4 separate regions of the Oryctolagus cuniculus genome follow, and all the other regions are linked to region 1. The links are chromatin contacts, called in public Hi-C and Micro-C maps. All regions are on one chromosome and are shown on one strand. Each heading gives the region's core, a stretch centred on a gene start, on an enhancer-like site or on the middle of the called end of the contact. The rest is flanking DNA. Distances are from core to core; before and after follow the strand shown. Region 1 overlaps THADA (THADA armadillo repeat containing). Region 2 has its middle 14 kb from the start of TRNAI-UAU. Region 3 overlaps LOC127488773 (a long non-coding RNA gene). Region 4 has its middle 130 kb from the start of TRNAI-UAU.

Evidence for each region. Hi-C and Micro-C count contacts between places; a contact is called where the count stands out from the background.
Region 2: a contact with region 1 is called in a Micro-C map of ear pinna, with 7 times the contacts expected there. The contact joins two enhancer-like sites. A contact is called at or near these places in 2 of 6 Hi-C or Micro-C datasets (ear pinna and an unstated tissue).
Region 3: a Micro-C map of ear pinna shows a contact between it and region 1, with 8 times the contacts expected there. The contact joins two enhancer-like sites. A contact is called at or near these places in 3 of 6 Hi-C or Micro-C datasets (ear pinna, psoas muscle and an unstated tissue).
Region 4: a contact with region 1 is called in a Hi-C map of an unstated tissue, with 2.9 times the contacts expected there. The contact joins two enhancer-like sites.

Annotation. Positions count from the first base shown.
Region 1 is chr2:159,182,056-159,187,589 of mOryCun1.1, reverse strand. It overlaps THADA (THADA armadillo repeat containing), which reads right to left. Exons shown (of 38, transcript XM_051842959.2): 21 at 2,636-2,793. Among named protein-coding and RNA genes, the nearest start is that of THADA, 58 kb to the right of the region's middle. Within about 2 kb of position 3,194, at least 1 of the 8 cell types and tissues checked has an H3K27ac peak or open chromatin away from gene starts, as enhancers often do. A contact at or near this core is called in ear pinna, where this site is marked.
Region 2 is chr2:159,825,201-159,830,734 of mOryCun1.1, reverse strand. No RefSeq gene overlaps it. Among named protein-coding and RNA genes, the nearest start is that of TRNAI-UAU, 14 kb to the left of the region's middle. Within about 2 kb of position 3,229, at least 1 of the 8 cell types and tissues checked has an H3K27ac peak or open chromatin away from gene starts, as enhancers often do. A contact at or near this core is called in ear pinna, where this site is marked.
Region 3 is chr2:159,729,379-159,734,912 of mOryCun1.1, reverse strand. LOC127488773 (a long non-coding RNA gene) reads right to left here. Exons shown (of 2, transcript XR_007916626.2): 2 at 4,881-5,534. Among named protein-coding and RNA genes, the nearest start is that of TRNAI-UAU, 110 kb to the left of the region's middle. Within about 2 kb of position 2,197, at least 1 of the 8 cell types and tissues checked has an H3K27ac peak or open chromatin away from gene starts, as enhancers often do. A contact at or near this core is called in ear pinna, where this site is marked.
Region 4 is chr2:159,709,392-159,714,925 of mOryCun1.1, reverse strand. No RefSeq gene overlaps it. Among named protein-coding and RNA genes, the nearest start is that of TRNAI-UAU, 130 kb to the left of the region's middle. Within about 2 kb of position 2,510, at least 2 of the 8 cell types and tissues checked have an H3K27ac peak or open chromatin away from gene starts, as enhancers often do.

The sequences.
Region 1 (5,534 bases), core at 1,945-4,444:
GCAGCAGTGTGCCATGTCAGAACACAGGCTGGGAAGCTGGACTGGATTCCTGTCCCAGAGCTGCCACAAACCAGCCTTGTCATCTCAAGCAAACCAGGTAACATCCAGAAGCCTCGCCTGCCTCTTGTCCAAGGCAGCTGGGTAATCTTGCAACCCTTCCTGCTCTAACAGTTTGTGAGGACAGCACTGAAAACTCAGAATCATAAACCAGCACCAGTCCTCTTCACACAGCCAACAGAAATCCTCAAATTATAGTCTCACTTGGTCGGCCTGCTGGTATTCTATTCAAGTACACCGGACCTAGTGGCCATCCAGTTAACAAAGGCCATAAAGCCAGGAAGGTCTTAAAGGAACTGGGGTACTAAAGAAACCTTCCTTTCCTTCTATTACAATCTTCTGTTACACTGGAATGGTATTGCTTCTTCAAGAACAAAGGGTGAATGAAAGGGAACATCAGGCTGAATACCAGTTTTTCAGGCTGTGAGAAACAGCTTCCTTCACCCACTAAGAGGAAAGCAGATCAGGTATTAGTTGGTCCCCAAATAACAAGAAATCAAGGTCCACATTTTGTCCCATAACTAGAACAGAATTCTGTCGGGAAGCCACTTCCCTGCCTCTCCAGGTCTGTGGCAGTCACAGTCACTGAAGATGTTGACTCCCACACTGTTGGTTTTGCCATTGGGCACAGCAGACGGTAACCAGAGCTGCCAGGGTGACTGTGCCCTCGGAAGGAAGCAGTGTACCTTATGTGTGGCTCAGCCAGCTCAATGTAAATTACATTCTTCTCAATCACTTATATTTTTAATTCTTAAAAAAAAGGAAATAAATACATGGGAGTATTTTTAATTTAAAGGAATTTTGTGGCATAAAATCTTATGTTTAAAAGTAGACACCCTTTTGAAACTGTAAATAACACTAATTTCTTGCTGACTTTGGATATTCATTGACTACATCCTCCAAAACCAAGGCATTCCTTTAGTTAAAGTCGGCAAGATCAGGAACAAAGTTTTCCACAGAGAGCAGAGTTTCAGTGTCAGAACACGGCAATCATATACTTTGATTCTTCATTCAGTCATTCATTTCTTTATTCACCTACGTATGTGAAGCTGCCATACAACGGTGCCGTAGAACACTGACAATTCCATCACAGTGGGAAAGATGTTTTAAAGAAAAACGATCAAGACTCTACTTCATACTCAAGCAGTCACCAGAAGCATCCTATGGTTTATAAGTTTTTTGTTACTGTTTAGTTTTTTGTATTTTTACAAATGCACCTTTGATCTGACACTGATTTCTAATTTTAACACAGCTACTCCACATAAATTCATAAGATTTGGGGACTACGTAAAAGATGTCAAAGCAAAATGATTTTCAGATAAAGCTCTCAAGTCTTTCTCGGTTACAGTAAAAGTAAAACATGTTTCCCTTAATTTGTTTTTAAACACTACCCAGCAAACCCAAAAATCAAGAGATTTTAATTTGTCCTTGGGGAGAGAAGGTGAGAAGTCCAGGGGCACGAGCACATGTTTACTTCGTAGCAAGATGGCGACCATCAGTAAGCAATCACTGATCACGGCTGGACTCCTTGGCAAAGATGCTGGCACCAGCACTCCGGCCAGTCACCAGCAATGACTCTGAGCAACGCTCTGGCCACTAATGCCTATCAGATTTGGAAAAGAACACAATGATGCCCACAGTGCACTGCTGCCTGTGCCTTTCTCCATCTCAGGCTCTTGCAACATCACAAGCCCAGCTGCTAACCAGATGGAAGCACATGAGCCACAGAGTGTGAGAATAAAAATATTAGCATTATTTCCATGCAACCAGTCATGTGGTTATTATAGAAGTAATCAGTATTAGCATACTACAATATTTGTTTTGTTCTTGAATGTTCTAACACCCTAGGGAAAAAATTATCTTTATTTGAAAAAGGTTAAAAACGAAAGTACATGTTACATATCTTTTGCTGGAAAACTGTGGGAAATGGATTTGTTGAAACCATATGGAAAGGAAGAGGGAATCAATTAAAAACAGAAATCTAATAAATCTAAAATATTTCCAAATGAAATGCTTGTGGTAAGCTAATTTCTTGTAAACACTGCACTCAAGTCAGTTGAACAGTCCCAGATGGTGAACCAACTTTGTGGTCTTAAAATAAAAGTCAGCCAAAAACACCAAAGTGACTACAACTTTATCATCAATATAGTGGGAAACATGAGATCCATAATCAACCAGTATGTTACTTGTTACTCCTTTGCAAAATGTAAGTGATTTGTGGAGTTTTACTACATAGAAAATTTCAGCTAAAATTTAAGTTAAAATATATGTTAAATGGAGAAATAAAAATTTAAATGATAGTACTGCAGTTTAAGGTAAAATCTACAGTTACTTAAATAAAAATGTTTCTTAAAATACCATAGTTTTAAAATGTATTACAAAGTCTAGTATAATAAATTATCATGAACTTTCTTCAACTGGTATCTGTAACATCTATAATCTAGAAATCTAAGATCTCTGCAAGATTCTATTCAAGAAAAATTCAAACTCTTTATTTATAAAGATGCATTATAAATAAAAGGTTATGATTCATGCTTTGACCAGAAATTTTGTGTAGCTGAGCAAACATCTACCTTACCTGCTCCACTGTTAATAATCCATCAGAAGATTCTGGCGCAGACTGTATGGGCAGAAATTGGCACAGAGTGCCTAAAAGTAAAGCAACTTCCTTCATACTTCTCCAACAACATACCAGGACCATCTGAGCAGTTACATCACATGTTTTTACTTCTTTACCTTAAAATAATAATAATAATAATAATAATAACCTATTGCAACACTAGACACTCTTGATTACTCACCCCAGTTTTCTTAGAACAAGCTTATTCATAATTTCCCCAAGAATAACCTGCTTGAACAAACAGATTGTCACATGTTAAATTTATTCAGGAGAAATAAGGCAACAATTGATGAGTACAGGCTAAGAGGAGGAATCACACTATCTTTTTAATTATTTAAAAATAAATTTAAAAATAAAATACAATATTGTTTTAAAACCTTTATCTAGGGGTTGGCACTGTGGTGTAGTCTGCAGTGCCAGCATCCCATATGGGCGCCTGTTTGAGTCCTGGCTGCTCCACTTCCAATCCGGCTCTCTGCTGTGGCTTGCGAAGGCAGTGGAAGGTGGCCCAAGTCCTTGGGCTCCCACACCTGTGTGGAAGACCCAGAGGAAGCTCCTGGCTTCAGATCAGGGTGGCTCCAGCCATTGCCACCATCTGGGGAGTAAGCCAGCAAATGGAAGACCCTGCTATCTGCCTCTGCCTCTCTGTAATTTTTGGAAATTAATAAAATAAACTCTCTTTGCCTTTCTATCACTCACAAAGTATTACATGGATGACTATAATAAAAATTTTTCTAATTTATTTTGCTGAGGATAACTACTATAGCAGTAAAGGTGCAGAACTTTTTTTTAATGACTCCTTTCTTAACACTTCGTTTTTGGTTTTATTCATTTAATTGAAAGGCAAAGAGGGAGAGAGTACCCGTGTGCTAGATCATTCTCCAAATGTCTGCAATAGCAAGGGTTGAATCCACAGGCCAGGAACTTAATCCAGGTTTCCCACATGGGAAGCAGGAATCCATTTACTTGAGCCATCATCTCTGCTCCCATGGTTTCATCAGCAGAATGCTGGAGTCAAAAACTAGAGCTGCTTGTCAAACTCAGGTTCCCCAAGTGTGAGAGGTAGGTGCCTTAACTATGAACTAAACAACCACTCTCAGGATAGAAATTTTAAGATCAAAGAAAACAATAATTTTCTTTCAAAACAAAATTAAAACCCCTTGTCAATAAACTATAATTACCCCTATGTACTCTCTTATTCTAGTATTAAGAGTATTTTAGTATTCATGTTTAAAAAGGGGGAGAGGGAGCGGCACTGTGGTTAAAGCCTTGGCCTGAAGCGCCGGCATCCCATATGGGCACCAGTTCTGGTCCCAGCTGCTCCTCTTCTGATCCAGCTCTCTGCCATGGCCTGGGAAAGCAGTGGAAGATGGCCCAAGTGCCTGGGACCCTGCACCCGCATGGGAGACCCTGAGGAAGCTCCTAGCTCCTGGCTTCAGATCTGCTCAGCTCTAGCCGTTCTGGCCACCTGGGGAGTGAACCAGCAGATGGAAGACCTCTTTCTCTGTCTCTCTCTCTCACACTGTCTAAATCTGACTGTTAAAAAAAAAAAAAAAGACAAACTGCTAAATTTTTTCAAACTAAGTTAAAAAGGCAAGTTAACAAATGACATTTATAGTGTAATCCTGTATCTCTCTCTCTAACTCTTTCAAATAAATAAATCAATCTCAAAAAAGAGAGAAAAGAAATGGGATTGGGGAGGAAATGAAAAAGAACTGTATATTTATCTCTGTGTTTTTTGAAGCTATTACATTAAGCATATATCTATGCTACTTTGTATAATTAAAAAATCACAAGAACTTTTTATAAAGCAATATCCCCATCTAGTGGAGAATGTAGAACATGTAATAAATTACCTTAAATGACTGCTGACTTTTTACAGCACTGCAGAAACTCAAAAATAATGCCAAAACAAGCTGTAAGAATGCAAAATCTAGAAGCATGGTACAACCAGGCAGGTCACATTTTGCTGAGTAATAAGGTGTGGTTCCTTTAAAAGGCCTCCTGACTTTAAGAACTCACACAGCAGACAATGAACCACACCACTAGGAGAGACTGCTGCCCAACCCAGGTTCAGCATACATCATTCCTCTTACATCATCTGACTTGTAATAGTGGGTTTTAGCACTCAAAGCCTTTTGTTCTGTTTTGTTTTTTTAAAGATTTATTTATTTATTTGAAAGTCAGAGTTACACAGAAAGAAAAGGAGAGGCAGAGAGAGAGAGATCTTCCATCTGCTGGTTCACTCCCCAGATGGCTGCAACGGCCGGAGCTGCACTGATCCAAAGCCAGAAGCCAGAAGCTTCTTCTGGGTCTCCCACGCAAGTGCAGGGGCCCAAGGACTTGGGCCATCTTCCATTGCTTTCCCAGGCCTTAGCAGAGAGGTGGATCAGAAGTGAGCAGCCAGGACTTGAACCAGCAAAAGGCTTTTGTTAAAACAACTTCTTTTTCTGGTAAAAGCCAAAGAGGGGCAGGTGTTTGGTGCATCAGCTAAGTTACTGCTTGGAACACCCACACCCATATCAAGTGTCTGGTTTGAGTCCCAACTACTCTGCTTCACATCCAGCTTGCAGCTAATGTGCACCCTGGGAGGCAGCACATGATGGTTCAAATAGTTAGGTCCCTGTGACCCACATTGGAGACTGATTCCCAGGCTCCTGGTTTTGGATGGATCCAACTCTGTCTGTTAGGGCATTTGGGGAGTGAACCAGCAGTTTGAAGATCTCTGCCTCTCTCTTCTGCTTTTCAGATAAAATGGGGGTGAGGGAGGAACCTGACAAATTCATTCCTAAGATCAAATAATTACCAAAACCAAGTTTTAAAACCCTTTATTGGGGCATGCATTTAATCAACCAGT
Region 2 (5,534 bases), core at 1,980-4,479, 640 kb before region 1:
GAAGGCGCTGAGGGGCTCGCGGTCCACCCTGCTTGCTTCTCCTCGTGGGACCAGCAGGTGGCAGCATTGCCCTCTGCATGTGCTCATCCCCACCCTTCTTCCCAGGTCTCAGTTCTACCCGACATTCCCACCTCCCTGGAGAGCTAGGGAGAGGCAAGTGCCCTGCGTGAAAAGACCTGGAAAGAATGAAAACCTTGTCCTTCCCCTCGAAAACACACAGAGCAAGCCGGGGGCAGCCCGGTGTGTGTGAGCCCAGGAGAGCCCGGTGAGCACCGGGGCTGCAGGGAGACCTTGTCCAGCGCTGTCACCAGTGGGTCCCACACCTCCTGCAGGAGGCAGCTCGGGGCCTGGAGGCCAGAGTCATTGTCCTTAGTCAGAAGTGGGGCAGTGGTGCATCCAGGATTGCAACTAAAAAAAAATCTATTAGAGACTGTCCCGTGTGCTGATTCACTCCCCAGAAATTCCAGCCTGGGGCCTGGCTAGACTGCAGTTGGGAGAACTCAATCCAGGTCTCCCGCATGGGTGGCAGGAACCCAATTACCTGGCCGGCACCGTCTCCCGGGGTCTGCCTTGGCAGGAAGCTGGAGTTGGGAGCTGTGGTGGGGATCTAACCCAGGCGGGCATCTTTTTTTTTTTTTTTTTTTTGACAGGCAGAGTGGACAGTGAGAGAGACAGAGAGAAAGGTCTTCCTTTGCCGTTGGTTCACCCTCCAATGGCTGCTGTGGCCGGCGCACTGCCTCCGGTGCACCACGCTGATCTGAAGCCAGGAGCCAGGTGCTTTTCCTGGTCTCCCATGGGGTGCAGGGCCCAAGCACCTGGGCCATCCTCCACTGCACTCCTGGGCCACAGCAGAGGGCTGGCCTGGAAGAGCGGCAACCGGGACAGAATCCGGCGCCCTGACCAGGACTAGAACCCGGTGTGCCGGCGCCGCAAGGTGGAGGATTAGCCTATTGAGCCGAGGCACCGGCCTAGGTGGGCATCTTAATCCCTAGGCTGAATGCCTACTCCCAGGGTTGAACGTGTAACTCCCCTGTAATCCCTCTGTGCGGAGCAGAAGTGGTTTCCTTCTGTATTAGTCTATAACGAACCTGGCCTATCCCCTGCCCGTGTGATCAGTGAGGAAAACAGTGAAATGTTCAATGTGACTTAAGCATCATGGCCTGACAGCCCGGCTGTGGTGCTAAGTGCATTTAATTTCTCTCAGATAAAAGTGCTCGGTTCTCAGCACCCCTCCCCCCCAGTTTTTCCTGGCCTGGTGGCGCTGGGGTGTGTGCGCTGACAAGGGCAGCTGTGGGGCCTCAGGCAGGAGGAAGAACTGGGATCCCCGTTGTGGTGTCCTTGGGTTTCCTGGTGAGAGCCCTCAACCTCCACAGCCACTGGATGGAAGCTAGGCTGCAGATCTGACTTTCCACGAAGTAGGGAGTACACAGCTAACAGCCACATGTCCCACACAGGCTGGTTTCAGCTGGCTTGATCATTAAGTTCCCTCTCCCTTAATCCTTGTAGAAAAGAAGTAACTTGGAGAAACCTGTTACTAACCAAACAAGTATTTTCCTATTGTTCCGTCTCCGTGTCCTCACCTTGCAAGGAAGGGCACTTTGCAATGACAGATCTGTCTTTTGCATTTTTGTTCTGTTTTCTTCAGCCGTTTTCTGAATATAAAAACCAACCTCCTCTGCTTGGTTCCCTGGGTCATTGATTCTGTTTTATGGAATGAAGTGTAGCTTGACTCCAGAATGCAATATAAAGCCAATTAAGGGCTTTATGTTGTAATTTTGTCCTCTGACAGGGGTCAACTCAAGGTCACAAGCCTAGTAACTGGTAAACTTGGAGTTCAAGCCAAGGCCGTTGACCTCGAAGCTGGGCAGTAGCCAGCAGCTGTTCTGCCATCTTGCTCGTGGCACACGTGACACTGTGAGATCCACGCGTGGGCTCTGTCACAGACCTGCACACAGGAGTGAAGAAACTTCTGACTTACAAGGGTGTGGACAGCCACCTGTGTGCTGGACCAGAGGCTCGGGACCTCCTGGAACCTTCCAGCTTCAGACGCACAGGCCTGGTGTGCGGGGTCTTGTCTTGGCGATGGGCTTTCCCACGGCACCGATGGTGCGCCCTTCGTAGCAGTTCCTGGGTCCACAGCCTGAGCACTTTCAGGGCATTTGGGGAGGAGGCCAGTCCTGTCTTCACCTCTGGTGGACAAATCAAGTGTTGGCTTGGTGTGAGGATCTGGAGGCCCCGGGCCCTCCCTACGCCATCGTCGGCTGAGAGTGCCGCGTGCCGCCTGGCCCGGGTGTGTCTTCATTCTCTGTGCGTCCCCCACTCCAGCGCTTGTTTCTCCCCTTCTGCCCAGAGCCAGGTGTCCCCCAGCTGTGGGGGGGTGGGATTTCAGCACAAAGGAGAGGGCACGGAGGCTCGGCCAAGCCTTGGCCTGCAGGCTCCTTGGTGTTCTCTGGCCCCCAGCTGAGTACACGCTGGGCCGGATGTGGGCTTGGATCTGGAGCCAGGCATGGGTGGGGCTGGGGAAGGAATTCTATTTATTTATTTATTTATTTATTTTTATTTTTTTGACAGGCAGAGTTAGAGAGACAGAGACAGAGAGAAAGGTCTTCCTTTTCTGTTGGTTCACCCCCCAAATGGCTGCTACGGCCGGCGTGCTGAGCTGATCCGAAGCCAGGAGCCAGGTGCTTCCTCCCGGTCTCCCATGCGGGTGCAGGGCCCGAGCACTTGGGCCATCCTCCACTGCACTCCCTGGCCACAGCAGAGAGCTGGACTGGAAGAGGAGCAACCGGGACAGAACTGGCGCCCCCACCAGGACTAGAACCCGGTGTGCTGGCGCCGTAGGCAGAGGATTAGGGAAGGAAGTCTGATCCCAGGCTGTGCTGGGGACTTTGAGGTTCTCTGGCCCAGCTCCTCCCATCTTATAGTGCAGAAAACCAAGTCTCTGCACTGGGGTGGGGGGTGGGGCAGGTAGGCCTGCGATCCCACTCCCACTCTGAGCCCAGTGTTCCCTGTGTCACAGAATGGGCTCCGAGGGGGACAACGCAGCTTCCTAAATCACAAGTTAGGGAAATCGAGGACCAACCCGAAACGTAGACATCCAAAGTCACAGTTCCCTGCTCTCTGTGGCTCACTAAGTCTTGATCCAGACCCCAGGACGTTGGCTGTGGCTTAGCTGAAACACTGAGGCAGCTGCGCTCCTGGCCAGGCCCGCCCCGGGGCCACGTGCAGACCCCCGGCTGTCGGCACCAGGCCCTGGCTGCAGGTCTGGTGTTCTCCAGCAGCAGCCGGGCTGCGGGATGGCTCTGGGCATGGGTCCACCCCTGCCGTGTCCCCTCACCAGGTCCTAGGCCGGCCCAGGCCGTCAGACGTGGCTGGGGGGGGGGGGCGGGGCTGGCTCTGCAGACCGGGCCACTGGGCTTCTAGTCCCCCAGCCCGGCCCCACGCCCCTCGCCGGTCTTTTCAGGTTGCCTATGCATTCCTTCTGGCCCTGCAAGTCCCATACATCTCTCTGGTTACTGCAGTCCTCTGGCCTCTGTCTTGGTCAGATTCCTCCTCTATGAATTGCAATGATATCCCTGCCCGGAGAAGAACCTAAGTGGAGGCCCAGACACCTAGGACTGCGCATTAAATATTTAACTTACAAAGCAAGCTATATTTTTCTTTCTTTCTTTCTTTCTCTTTCAAGACATTCACTTACTTAAAAGGCAGAGTTACAGAGAGAGAGAGAGAGAGAGAGAGAGAGAGAGAGAGAGAGATCCTCCATTTGCTAGTTCATTCCCCCAAATGACTGAAATGGCTGGGGCTGGACCAGGCTGAAGCCAGGAGCCAGGAACTTCTTCCAGATCTCCCATGTGGCTGCAGGGGCCCAAGCACTTGGTCTGTCACCTGCTGCCTCCCAGGGTGTACATCAGCAGGAAGCCGGAATCTGAGTGGAGCTGAGATGTGGACGCAGGCACTCTGATATGGGATGCATACTATGCCAAACTCCTGCCTCTTAACATTATTAGTCATATACATTTTTTAAAGTGATTTTTCTAACAACCTTCAAAATGATTATTAAAATTAAAAGACAAATATAATATGTACCTGATAAATTGTACTTAAGGCAAAAATTTAAGTAAAATATTTAAATTGAGTTTTTAATTTGTCTTGAAAGTTTCATGAACTCTTAAATATTTGTACAAAAAGCTGAGAGTTGCAGCATTGTTCCATGTCTGTCCGCTGCCAGTGTAAAGAATCAGTGTCACGCTTCATGCATGCCACATCTTGACATACATGCATGCAGATGGAGGAGAAGTATGAATTATTCATGCCGGGAAATACTCCTCAGCTACCATGTGCAACTGTGGCAAATGCTGTGCTAATCTGTGAGTACCCCTGGAACCACACATAGGAGGGAGCCAAGGCTTGCTCCACAGTGCACTGCTGCTGTCGGCCTTGCTGTGGGAGAGGAAGAATCCCATCAGTCTCCGCCCGACCTCAGAGCGTCCTCCGAATGTCTCTCCTGCACCCGGAGTAGGGGCCATCGCAGACGTGGGCAGCCGCATCACCACAGGCTCCCATGGCCCGCAGATGCAGCCTCTTTCGGAATCAAGGCCTCCACGGTGTCCACCACAAGGGCTGATGGCTAGGGCGAGAGCGTGCGCTGCGCTGGAACCGAGCGCGGCTGGCCTTTCAAGCGTGTGTCTGTGCGCATGCGTGCGTGTGCAGGTGCGTACCGCTGACCCTCCCAAGTGTAGGGCCAAGCAGCGGCCTCTCTTGCCTACGCTAAGGGCAGTGCTGTTTCCAGCCGCCCTGGGCAGAGGTCTCTTGTGTTTGTCTCCCAGGAAACTGTGGGATTCTGGCCCTTGGAAGACCATTCTCTGGCTCTGACTTGACTGTGGGGTTTGAAGCACACAGTATCTCATAGTTTTTAGACTGATGTAATAGCTGGGACATTTTGGGCTGCAAGTGACAGAAGACCATTTCACACAGGCTTGAGCAAAAATGGGAATAGTTGGCTCCCAGCACTGGCAAGTCCAAGGGCAGAGATCCAGGGCCCGAAGTTGTTTCCAGAGCCGGGGACTGGGGAGCCCTGTGACTGACAGACGCTCCCCTGGCCCAGGACGCCTAGAGGGGGGGAGCCACCAGATGAGAGGGCGTCCTCCACCCCGGCTGTACCTTCTCCTGGAACTTGGGCTGGACACCGGGGCCAGACTCCTCAAGGGCTCAGGGCCTGGGCACTGGCTCCCGGAGCTGCTGGCTGCCTGGGGCGGAGTCCTCCCCCACTGGTGTTGCAAAGCGTCCATCCCGCCACTGCAGCCCTGGCGTGAGCGTGACAGCTCACCGGCAGAGGAGAGATGACTGACATGCCCAGGCTCCCGAAGGCCGCGGCTTTCTGGGCACAGGTTCCCGCGTCCTCGGGTCCCCCAAGGACGGCTTCCCCCAGAATCTCAGGGTTGCAATTGTGCAACATGGAAAGGTTTGGGGGTCAAAACCTGCCAGGCCACCGCAGGCCATGCCCTCGGAGCTCTGCTGGCTGGCCTGGGGTGGAG
Region 3 (5,534 bases), core at 948-3,447, 550 kb before region 1:
CCATTGGATGAACTCCAATCCATCGTCTGGGCGTCATCCCATTGGCTGGAGTAAGTGGGTCCGGGAGGGCGGTGAGCAGCACGGGGGATGCTGAGCGAGCTTCCTCTGAGGGGCAGAGAGGGAGGGGCATGGGGAGATGAGGAAGGCGAGTCTCTGTGGGTCCCCCAAAGTGTCCCAGCCATCCAGATGCTCCCGTGTCGCGAGCTGGCCAGACGCACATCTCAATGACATCCAGGTCAAGGGGGTGGCTCTCAGCTCTCACTCCCCCACCCTGGGTGCCAAGAGGAGCTGGGACGCAGTGTTTGCTCCCAAGGCCCCAGGGACTCTGAGCACCTCTGCCTGCATCCCCAGCCTGGGGAGATTTAGGGAGCACAGGAATGCCACCTCCTCCAGGAAGGCTTCCTATCAACTCGCCCTTCAGTCTGAACCTCTGAGGTTGCTCACACATGCCCAGCTTGTCCGCTATTCTGGGTCGGTCCCATCCCCCTCTTGCGGGTGGCCCTTTGGGGTCAGAAGCCCACCTACCTTGTAAACCTCGCATGACCCTGGAAGGAGCTCCACATACCTGGGCTGCACTGAGCTGGAGCCGAGGAGCCCAGAGGGAGAGATCTGCTGGCAAGGCTGCTCCTGCTGCTGACAGCCAGGGCGCTGGACGCGGGGACAGAAATCCACCAAGGGCCACTCCCTTCACCCCCCACCCCCAGCAGGCAACCTGAAGCGGGTGCTGGACAAGCAAATCTTGCTGGTGTGGACGTCAGGGGCCAAAGGGAACCACAGAGCAGCCAGAATCAACCCCTGGGCTGTTGAAAGCAGCAAATCAAACCATGGTGTGTGTGTGTGTGTGTGTGTGTGTGTGTGTGTGGCTTCTGGTCACCATGGCGCTGAGAACACTGGGCCCACTGGGCCTGGACACCAGGACTGGGCCTGTGCAGGGGTGGGTCGGAAGCTAAACAGCCACGTCTTCTTGGAGAGGTGCCCATGGCACTGGGGCACTGGGGCACCAATGCGGACATCAGCTCTGTGCCCCGCATTTGAGGCAGTAACTCCAGAAACCGCATGGACTGCCACCCTTCTGCTACTTCTTAAGCACTATGGGATTTTAGGGTCAGGCTCAGCCTATGGCCCAGAGGTCATCTAGTCCAATGTCATCCTCATACAGATGAGGAAACCAAAGCAAACCCAAGTCAAGCTGGAGGCAGGCTCTACTCTCCTGCCCCTGCCTTCTCCTCCACCCCCTCCTTGGTCCTCCTCACTGGAGCACCTCACAGAGCCTCCCCTTCATGGTCTTTGTAGGGGGGGAGGCTTTCTTCCTGTCGGTCTGTCTCCTGGAGATTGCGGTCTCCCTGTGTTACTGGTTTTAGCAGCACCAGAGCAAATGCTGAGTGCCCGGTGCATCTGAGAACCCAATGGGTGTCACATAGGGAGCTTCAGGGGAGAACACGTGGACCAGAAGAACACAGTTGTGGGCTGGTTCAGACATCCCAAGTCAGACCCTGGTGTCCCAAGTAACAAAATGGAGTTGATTCGACCTGGCTTCCCTGAACTAACTGCCTTTCTCACCACCAGTTTGTGCCTGCAATTCAGGTTTCTGACACCAGATGGCAGTGTTGCTCTGTTTGTAACTGCAGACAAGCCGCTCTTGCGAGAAGCCGTTTAAAGCTCACTCATTCATTCACTCAGTGCTTACTGAGAGTGTTCACAAAGTGCCAAGCCCTTTTCTAGGTATCTGGGGTTCAGCCGCGAACTAAACACAAAAAGCTGTGCTCTCTGGGCCCTTCACTGTTGCACAAACGAGAAAGCATTTTGTCTGTTAGATGACCGGTGCTGTTGGGACAAACAGAAGGCGGAAAGAAGGGCTGGGGTGAGGGGCTGTGAAGTGGGGTTTTGTTATATGGGGCAGATGGGGAGACTGAGGCTGGGGAGGGAGGGTTTTGCCCTACGTGAGAGAGATGGAGGCTGAGGCTGGCAGCCTGGAGCTCCGGTCCGCTCTGACCCCCCTACTGCCCCGCCCCCCCACAGCGGGCAGGGCTGTGGGCTCAACGAGGCATGATTTCTGGCCCGCCCTGCAGGGACTGTGTGCAAGGACTGTGCTGGCCAAGAGCTGCTGGGCAGGCGTCCTGGACACGAAGTCCACTCCCAGCTCCTAAAACCGCCCTGCATGCTCCTGCCCCCACGCCTCCCCATCCGCTCTGGGCTGCGGGGCATTCAAGGTGGGGGAGTCGCGGAAAGGGCCGCCTGGAGGAGAGCCCCATGGCGGGAGTGGATCTGGGCTGTGCGGCCCCTGAGAGCAGCTTGTACCCTAACCAAGACACACCCACGACGTTCCCCACCCAGCCTTCGTGCCTGGCCCAGTCCGTTGCATGCTATCACGGAATACCACAGACTGGGTCATTCACAACAAGAAGAAATCGATTCCTCACGGCTCAGAGGCTGGGCAAGACCGAGGCCCTGGAGTCAGGCGAGAGCCTCCTCGGCGCCTCCGTGCAGCCTCGGAGCATGGCGAGTGCGGGGTGCAGGTGCAGGAGGGGCTCCATGCTAACCATGTGCTCATGTGACCAGTTCTCTTGGCCCAGCAATTGGTTCTAGAATCGAAGCACAAAGCAGTGAAAGTCTTGCTGAAGAGCCGGGCTCAGGATGCTGGAGAGAGAGATGAGTGATGAGGCCCAGGAGAGCTGGGAGGTGCTGCAGCCGCTGCCCAAGGACACCGGGAAGACGCTGCTGGCGGAGTGGAGCCCAGCTGTAGAGGAAGGGAGGCTGCACCCTCCCCCGCAGCCCGAGCTTGCCTGAAGCCGGCATTGCCCTCTGTTCCCCACTTAGCAGAACCAACAAATGGTCTTGTTAAAAAAGAAAAGCCTGTAGGGGCCGCCACTGTGGCGCAGCGGGTAAAGCTACCATTTGCAGTGCCGACATCCTTTATGAATGCCGGTTCGAATCCCGGCTGCTCCACTTCTGATCCAGCTCTCTGGCTATGGCCTGGGAAAGCAGATGGTGCAGCTTCTTGGGCCCCTGCACCTGTGCAGGAGACCTGGAGGAAGCGCCTGTCTTCTGGCTCTGGATTAGTCCAGCTCCAGCTCCAGCCGTTGGGCCATTTGGGGAGTGAATCTGCATCTCTCTCTGTAACTCTGCCTTTCAAATAAATAAATAAATCTTTAAAAATAAATAAATATAAATAAAAACCTGGTCCAATTTGAACTTAGGTCTCTTGGAGCCCAAGACTTAGGATTAATAAGTTGATTGAGCCTCACTGCTTGTGTTCTGAGCCCAAAACCTGGAATAGGATGGGGAGCAAATGAGACACCAGGCCCAGGGTCTCCTGCCCCCCAGAACCGTTGGGGGGGGTGAGTTCAATGCCAACGCCAGGCCGTGGGGCAGCCTGGTGAGAATCTGGGCCCCATCTCCCCACTGTTTCAGTGTGATCTTCTCCGGACAAGAGGAGGCAAACGTTCCCTTTTCCTTCTTGGCTTTGGGTTCCTGAGCCCCCAGCTGCCCTTATCACGAGGAGGGAGGTAACCGTCTATGGTCTGTGTTTCCAGATAAATGGAGAAGCTACGGGTGCCGCGAGGCTGGCCCTGTGGTTCGGAAGACGCTGTGGTTTGGCGGTGGTGAGCAAACAGGTCAGCTCGGGGCAGGGGAGGTGCGTGGCCTTCAGGGGCCTGAGACAGCTTGCCCTGCCAAGGAGGCAGGGGCTGGGGCCAGGCCTGGAAGCAGCTGCTGTCTGACCCCATTCAAGGCAAAGATGGCGGGGCCCTGGTGGTCCTAGGCCTCTGAGAGCTGTGCATCTCAGGCCCAGGCTGCCTGGGGCCCAGGTGGGCCACGCTTCTTGCATCCTGACTTCTGTGGTGTGATCTAATCCGCGGCGGTCTGCACCACAGATCCATGAAGGGAAGTTATAGGGCTCTGGGAAGCCCCCAGACGGGGAGATCGGATCAGCTCTGGGTAAAGAAGTGTTCATTTGCGCTCAACGGGGGTTTCGTCTTGGAAAGCCTCTGGGATGCAGTGAGTCAGTTCGGTGGGGTTTGGGGACTCCCACCGTTCCTGACAGTCATTCTTCACCAAGACAAACGACATCAATCACTCTGTGCGCCACTGCTTTGGGCCCTCCATCCTCGATCCTCGGTGCTCAATGTCTCAGAGGCAGGAAGGGCTCCTCCCGCCCCGCAGAGCAGGTGGTAAGTGAGTCTCTGACGTCCTTCCCCCAGCCAATCAGGGGGCCCCGGGGCCCGAGGCTCGCACACTTGGGAGGGCCAGCCTGGGCGAGCTCAGGCCGTAAGCCTCCGGGTGACTACCGCTGCTCCCACTCCGCAGAGGAACAAGCGATGTGGAAACGGGGCGTCCCCTCGCCCCAGGCTGTGCGGGACCGGCTCACAGAAGGAGCTGCATTTGCTGGCTCGTGGGAGTGGGCCGGGGAAAGCTTCTGAGCAGGCTTCTCTTTTTTTATTTGTTTATTTGAAAGGCAGAATTACAAAGAGAGAGGGAGACACACACACACACACACACACACACACACACGAGAGAGAGAGAGAGAGAGAGAGAGAGAGAGAGAGAGAGAGAGAGAATCTACCCTTCTATCCATTGGAATCCGGCCACAATGGCCGGAGCTGGCCCAGATCGAAGCCAGGGCCAGAGCTTCTTCTGGGTCTCCCATGTGGGTGCAGGGACCCACAGACTTAGGCCGTCCTCTGCTGCTTTCCCAGGCCACAGCAGGGAGCTGGATAGAAGTGGAGCAGCTGGGACTCGAACTGGCGCCCATATGGGACGCCGGCACTGCAGGCAGCAGCTTAACCCTCCACACCACAGCACCGGTCCTGGTTTTTCATCTCTGAGGAAAAAAAAAAAAAAACAAAAAACTACCTTCTTTGAAAAAAAACAGACTTCAGAAAAAGTTATTTATTTACGGTTTATTTGGAAGGTAGAGAAACAGTGCCTGACACAGAGGGAGATTTGCATCCACTGGTTCACTTCCCAAATGCCCTCAACACAGGGCAGGGCCAGGCTGAAATCAGGAGCCAGGAGCTCCATGCAAGTTTCCCGCAGGAGTGAGCCATCCTCTGACGCCTCTGCTGTGCACATTAGCAGGAAGCTGGATTGGAAGCAGAGCAGCCAGGACACAGATCACTCTAGTACGGGATATGGGCTAAATGCTCCAGCTTCCAACTTTGGCCATCACCCTACATCCTGATCCTCCGGACTCTGGAGGAAGCCTTAAGAAGTTGTGATGTTGGGAGTTGTGGCTAAAAGACCAAAAGAGGAAGATGGGGAGAATTCAGATGAATTTAGGGTACACCAGCATCTTGGGGTTCCAAAGCCCACTTGAGAGCCTCAGTAACATTCCTGATGATCAGGAATGTTAACCTGTTAATCCAGGTTTTTGTCACTCCCACGAAGACACACAGGCTGTGTCAGAGGCTCTGCGAGGGCTGGCCTGATCCCCAGCACAGATGAGACCTAGAGAGACCCCGGGTCTGCCTGGGGTGTCCTAGCGTGGAAGGCTGTGCTGTCTCAGCGAGTGGCTGAGGGGGTGTGACTGGGTCTGG
Region 4 (5,534 bases), core at 1,261-3,760, 530 kb before region 1:
CGATGGACTCGGGGTGGTGCAGGCGCCGTGGAGGCGCCCAGGAGGTGGCTTAGAGACAGCTGAGGAAGGGCCTGGGAAGTGGCTCTGCAGGACTCTGCCACTTCTCGGGGTGGGGAGAATATGGCCAGGGGGCTTTGGGGCCTACGGCTGGGTAGGAACCAAAGCCACAAAGGCAAGATCCCCACAACCAGCCGTGTGGGGACCATACACTTGAGCTATGCCCCCACCCCCCACCATGGCTGCCACCACCTCTAGCGAGCCCCAGGGACCAGGCCAGCCCTGTCCCATCCGGGGTGTGTGTGTGTGTGTGTGTGTGAGAGAGAGAGAGAGAGAGAGAGAGAGAGAGAGAGAGAGAGAGGATGCAGATGCCCCCACGTTGACCTTGGGCCCCTCTTCCCACCCCCATCCATGTCTCTGCACCAGAATGTTCTCTTGTCTAGCAAAGGCGAGGGGTGAGAAGACCCAGGACAACCCAGTGTTTGCTCAAGGGAGACTGAGTTAGACCTGCAGAAACTGAGCTCCCCAGCTGAGCAGGGGCCAGATTTTCACCCTGCCCCACCATGCAGGCACACACACAGACACACACAGACACACGCACACACATGCACACACAGGTCAGTACGTGTCTAGGCAGCTTTGCACTTTCAGTTCCAGCCAAAGTCAGGCAGGCCTTGCTTTAAGAGCCGCTGGGCGCTTTGTTTTTTGGCCAGGAGTTGAGAATCATAAAAATCACTAAATTCTGTATTAATTGTCTGTTGCAGCACAATAAATAACTCCACCACTCACAAGCTGAAAACAACCCATGAACACTCTTCCTGGGAGGCAGGAGTTTGTGCACGACCTGGCAGGGTGGCTGTGGCCCTGGAACTCTTGTTGGCCGGGTCTGCAGTCAACTGAAGGCTCAACTGGGGCCGGAGGGCCCACGCCAGGCCATGCTCGCCCCGCGGATTTCTCCACGGGTGTCTCGCAGCACAGTGGGTGGCTTCTTCCAGAGGGAGTCACCTGAAGCAGCAGGGCAGACACTCCTCCTTGTTTTTGACAATGACCTAGCCCTGGGGATCACACCTCCCCGTATGCTCCACGCCCCCGGGTTGATGGGGTTGTGGGCCAATGTCCCTACCACAAAGCAAGTCGTCTGAGGTCCAAGCAAAGCCAGTGGCAGCTCTTCTGTGCAGAAGGAGGCCTGCAAAGCTAGACTGCGTCTGGGACCCCGGCCAGGTGAGGGCTGGGCTCCTGTCCACCTGGGCATCAGCGGTGTATGGAGTGAGCAGGGGACACTGAGCCCAGAGGGAGGCTGCGTGGGGCTCCCAGAGGGGAGGCTGAGTAAGGCGCCCTGGGGGATGGAGAGTTAAGGCCAGAAAGAGGGTAGGCAAGTGAGGGATAGGGCTCAGAGAGGGAGGGGCAGGGCGGGACCAGGGCTGCCATCATTCCCTCTTTCCTGCCTGCCTGCCAGGTGCAAGGGCCACAGAGACCAAGCCAGCTCCCTGTCCTCGGTGAGCTCACAGTCCAGTGGGGAGGACACCGGCACGGAGGGGACACCTGTGTTGTGTGACAGGTGCAGTAGCAGAGCGAAGCCAGGGCCCATGTATGTGTGGAAAGCACACTTTGCTAGGCGAGCGTTGGGGGTGGTCAGGAGGTGAGTTCTGAGCTGTTTCTCCACGGGCAGGAGAAGTGAGCTTAGCAAGGAAGGCGCCTGGGCTGAGAATCGGTGCCTGTGCAAGCCCGGGGGTGTGACGAGGCTCCAGGCAGAGCTGGCACAGGGCGGAAGCGGGGCGGCGGGAACAGGCACACATGGGCAAGTGCGGGGCGGTGTGGCTGGAAGCCCTGGGGGTGTGGCTGTGCCAGTGGGCGGGGTGGCTTGGATTTCTTCCAGAGAACCAAGGCGATTGTACAGGAATTTAAGCGGAGGCATGCAGGACGGGCTCTGTGGTGTAGAAGGTCCCCGGGCAAGGGAGGCTGGTCTGGTGAGGGCCGTGCCAGGGACAGGAAGGGCAGAGCAGCCCGCAGAGGGCTCCACAGGCACAGGCAACCCCGTGGCACCTGGGGCCAACGACCCACCAGCAGGAGCAAGGCCTGAGCCCACCCCAGCTCATCGGACACAAATAGGCCGCCTCAGTCCCATGGAGCCCAGTGCCCTGCTCTGAGAGTTCCCTCCACCCCCCGTGGCCAGGCCCCGCCCGCCCCAGCCAACCCAGGCCCCTCCTGTGCCCTCACTTCCCCACCCCTGCTGCTGGTTCTAGGGAGGACTTGCACACCTGCGGAGGATGGCAGGCCCTGTGCAGAGCTGGTGGGAGGATGCACCACAGGATGGCGCGAAGAGAGGGGCTGGGCTGGGGGCTGCAGGCCAGGAGAGCTCCAGCAGAGAGGAGAGAGCTGGGCAGGGTTCCAGGCTCCCTCGGGGGCCCTGCAAGACGAGGAGGAAAGAGCAGCCTGGCCGCGCAGCTCACCGGCCTGGCGTCGGGAAGGCTGATGGCAGACCTGCTGCAGTCTGCAGCCTCTGCTCCCAAACCAGGCTGGGCTCCCTGCCCTGGGAGTTCCTGCCACGCCCAGCCCTCAGTCCCCCAAAAAGGACAAGCTGTGCTGCTGCCTCCCCACAGCAGGTGGCGCCATCCTGCTGGGATTAGATTCAGAGGCCTGAGCCAGCCTCTAATGGCTGGGAGGGGGGGAAGGCAGGGAGCAGCTGGGGAGGGTACTTGCTGCCCCCTGGCCATGCCCCTTGGGCCTGCCTGCCCTGTTCTACCTGTGCTCACCTGCAGTCCTCATCCCAGATCTAGCGGCCTCGCCCTCCGTTCCCGGTTCCCTTGAGGTGCTCCCCTTTCCACTCCTGGGAGCGGGCCTGGTGAGCTGGCTCCCCTGGAGGCATCACCCCCAAGATGAGAGCTCGGGCTTGGCAATGAGGTGGCACTGGGCGGGGGGCAGGGCTCAGGGGTGTCCAGGAGGCCGTTAGGAATGCTTGCTAAGGGCCAAGGGGGCTTTGCTGATGAGTGACAAAGGACAGCAGCTCTCAGAACAGTGAGACGCTGCTGCAGACCCCGCACCTGGCAGTCTCTCATCTGCAGAAAACCTGAGGGTGGATCTGTGTCAGCTGGCGCTGCCTGGTACTCCACGTGCTGGGTGGGCTGCAGGGAGGGCAGAGGGTGCTTGTGGTAGAAGGACCCTCAGAAGGGGAGGGTGAAGGCTGAAGGCGGGGGTTATACAGGGAACCTTCTAGAAGGACCCTCAGTGTCCAGGGTGGGTATTGGGGGCAGAAGGGCTTCCAGCAGAGGAGAGCAGAGGGCAGGAGGGGGTATGTGTGGCTGGTCCAGAGAGGCCGTGTGCCCAGCCCAGGGAGGCCCGCCACTCTGCCCTTTTCCCCAGTGCTGGATTCCTTAGGAGGAGCACTGCCATGGGCTTTAGACTCGATCCGTGTGGTTGGCTTGGTAAAATGAGGACACTTAGGAGATAGCAGGGTGGACTGAGACTGCTAAGCACAGAGATGCCCACATCCCTGGGCCCAGCTGGGACTCTGTCAGCCCCCCTTTCCTCTCCTCTGCTGGGAGAGGGAAGGGGGTACCATGGACCCCTACATCCTGGTTCAATCTCAACCTTAAATAAAAAGCCAACTTAGGGCCAGTGTGGTGGTGCAGTGGGTTAAGCAGTTGCTTGCAATGCCAGCATCCCATGTTGGAGAACTGGTTCAAGTCCCAGATGCTCCGCTTCTGATCCAGCTTCCTGCTAATGCTCCTGGAAAGCAGAGGATGATGGCTCAAGTCCTTGGATCCTTGCCACCTGTATGGAGGACCAGGGTGAGGCTTCTGGCTCTTGGCTTCAACCTGGCCCAAACCTGGGTGTTGCTGCCATTTGGAGAGTCAACTAGCAGACATAAGATCCTTTCTCTCTCTCTTTCTCTCTCTCTCATGCTCTCTACCTTTCAAATAAATAACTTTTAGAAAGCCAACTCGTCATCCTCAGTCTGGCTAAGGTGCCCTTTCTGGAACGTGGACTCCGAGGCAGTGTGGAGGCTGCATGTCCAAAGCAGGCTCTTGTTTCGAAGCATAGCTGGGCAGGGCCAGGTGGGTGCTAAGGGGCTGGCAGGGCGGAAACAGAAATCGAGGGAAGAGGGGAGAGTGTGTCTGCAAGAGGAGGCCAAGAACAGCCAGGCACAGGGAGCTCAGCCCTGCGAGTGCACCCTGGCAGGGAGCCAGGGCCGGCAGGCAGTGGGGACTGCACGCCAGGCTGGATCATGGGTACAGCCAGAAACGTGCTGGTGAGGCCTAGGCAGGGGAAGAAGGGGGCGATGGCAGCAGCTTGGGCAGCCTGCTGTGCGTCTGGAATTTTCTGACTGATGTAGACGTTGTCTGCCGAGGTTTGGAGAGAAAATCACTCCTTGCCTGATGTGTGGCTGCAGTGGCCTTGCTGACAAACCTATAGCAAACAGTGCCAAGGGGCCTGGGGGGCTTCCAGGGACATGAGATGAGGGGCAGCATGGGAGGCACCAGGAGGATGGGATGAGGATGAGCTCAAGGAAGACTTCTTGGAGGAGGAAGGCCTTCCAGGAGGAGGGAGACACAGATGGAGAGAGGGGAAGGGTTTCCAAGACCATGGGGACATTGCAAGGAAAGTCACTGGGAAGCAGCAGAGGGGTGGGGGTTGGGGAGGGAGGGGTCAGTGAGAACCTGGCACAGAGAAGACACTCAACAGTTTTGGAAGGAGGGGCTAGAGGCAAGGAGGGGCTAAGAGCTCTTCTTAGGGGCAGGTCCCCATCCCCCCACCCCACAAGCCAGGGTTGTGCAGCCAGCCCCGCCGAGGGCCCCCCCCCCCCCCCCAGCCCACCGGCCTCTGTCCTGGGCTTGCTCACAAGCACGAAGCTGGGACTTGAGAACTGGCAGGTGAGCAAACCCCAGCCCATTCTCCCGGCCTGGCCGTGCCTACTCCCTGCTGGAGCTGGGGTGTTTGTCACTGGATTTGACTGAGTGGCCAGTAACCCCCCACCAAGATGGCAGCTCAGCCAGACAGGAGGGCCTTTGTGTGGCCCTGACTCTGCTGGGAGGCCCGGCTCCCGTTTGCTCAGTGTTAATCATTGACCAGGTGTCCAGGGACAGGGCTGGATGGAGGGCCCTGGGGCTGGGGCCTTGGCCTCCTGCAACAGCAGGTGGGACTCACCTGGGGAGGGGGAGGAAGAAGAGACCCTGGGGAGTGGAGGCCACAGGCTTGGGTATGGATCAAGGAGGCCCAGAGGCAGCACCCCAGCACCACTCCCCAAGCCTGCGATCAGTGAGTGGTAGGAAGAATCCAGCCGGAGTGGCTGGCCATCCTCATACTGACCCTAAGAGGACAGCCCTGGGCAGGAGAAACACTGATCCCCTTTGAGAAAGGAGACAGAGACAAAGACCTTGGCATGCAGGTGTGGGGGTCTCTGGGGAGCCGTAACTTGATGTTGGCCACCCCCCCCAAACCAAGCAGCCCACTGCCACAGACTCCTCCTTGGGCCCCTGGATAGAAAGTGCCAGGCCAGAGGGAGCCGCGGGGGGATGCATTCTGGGCCAGGGGAGACC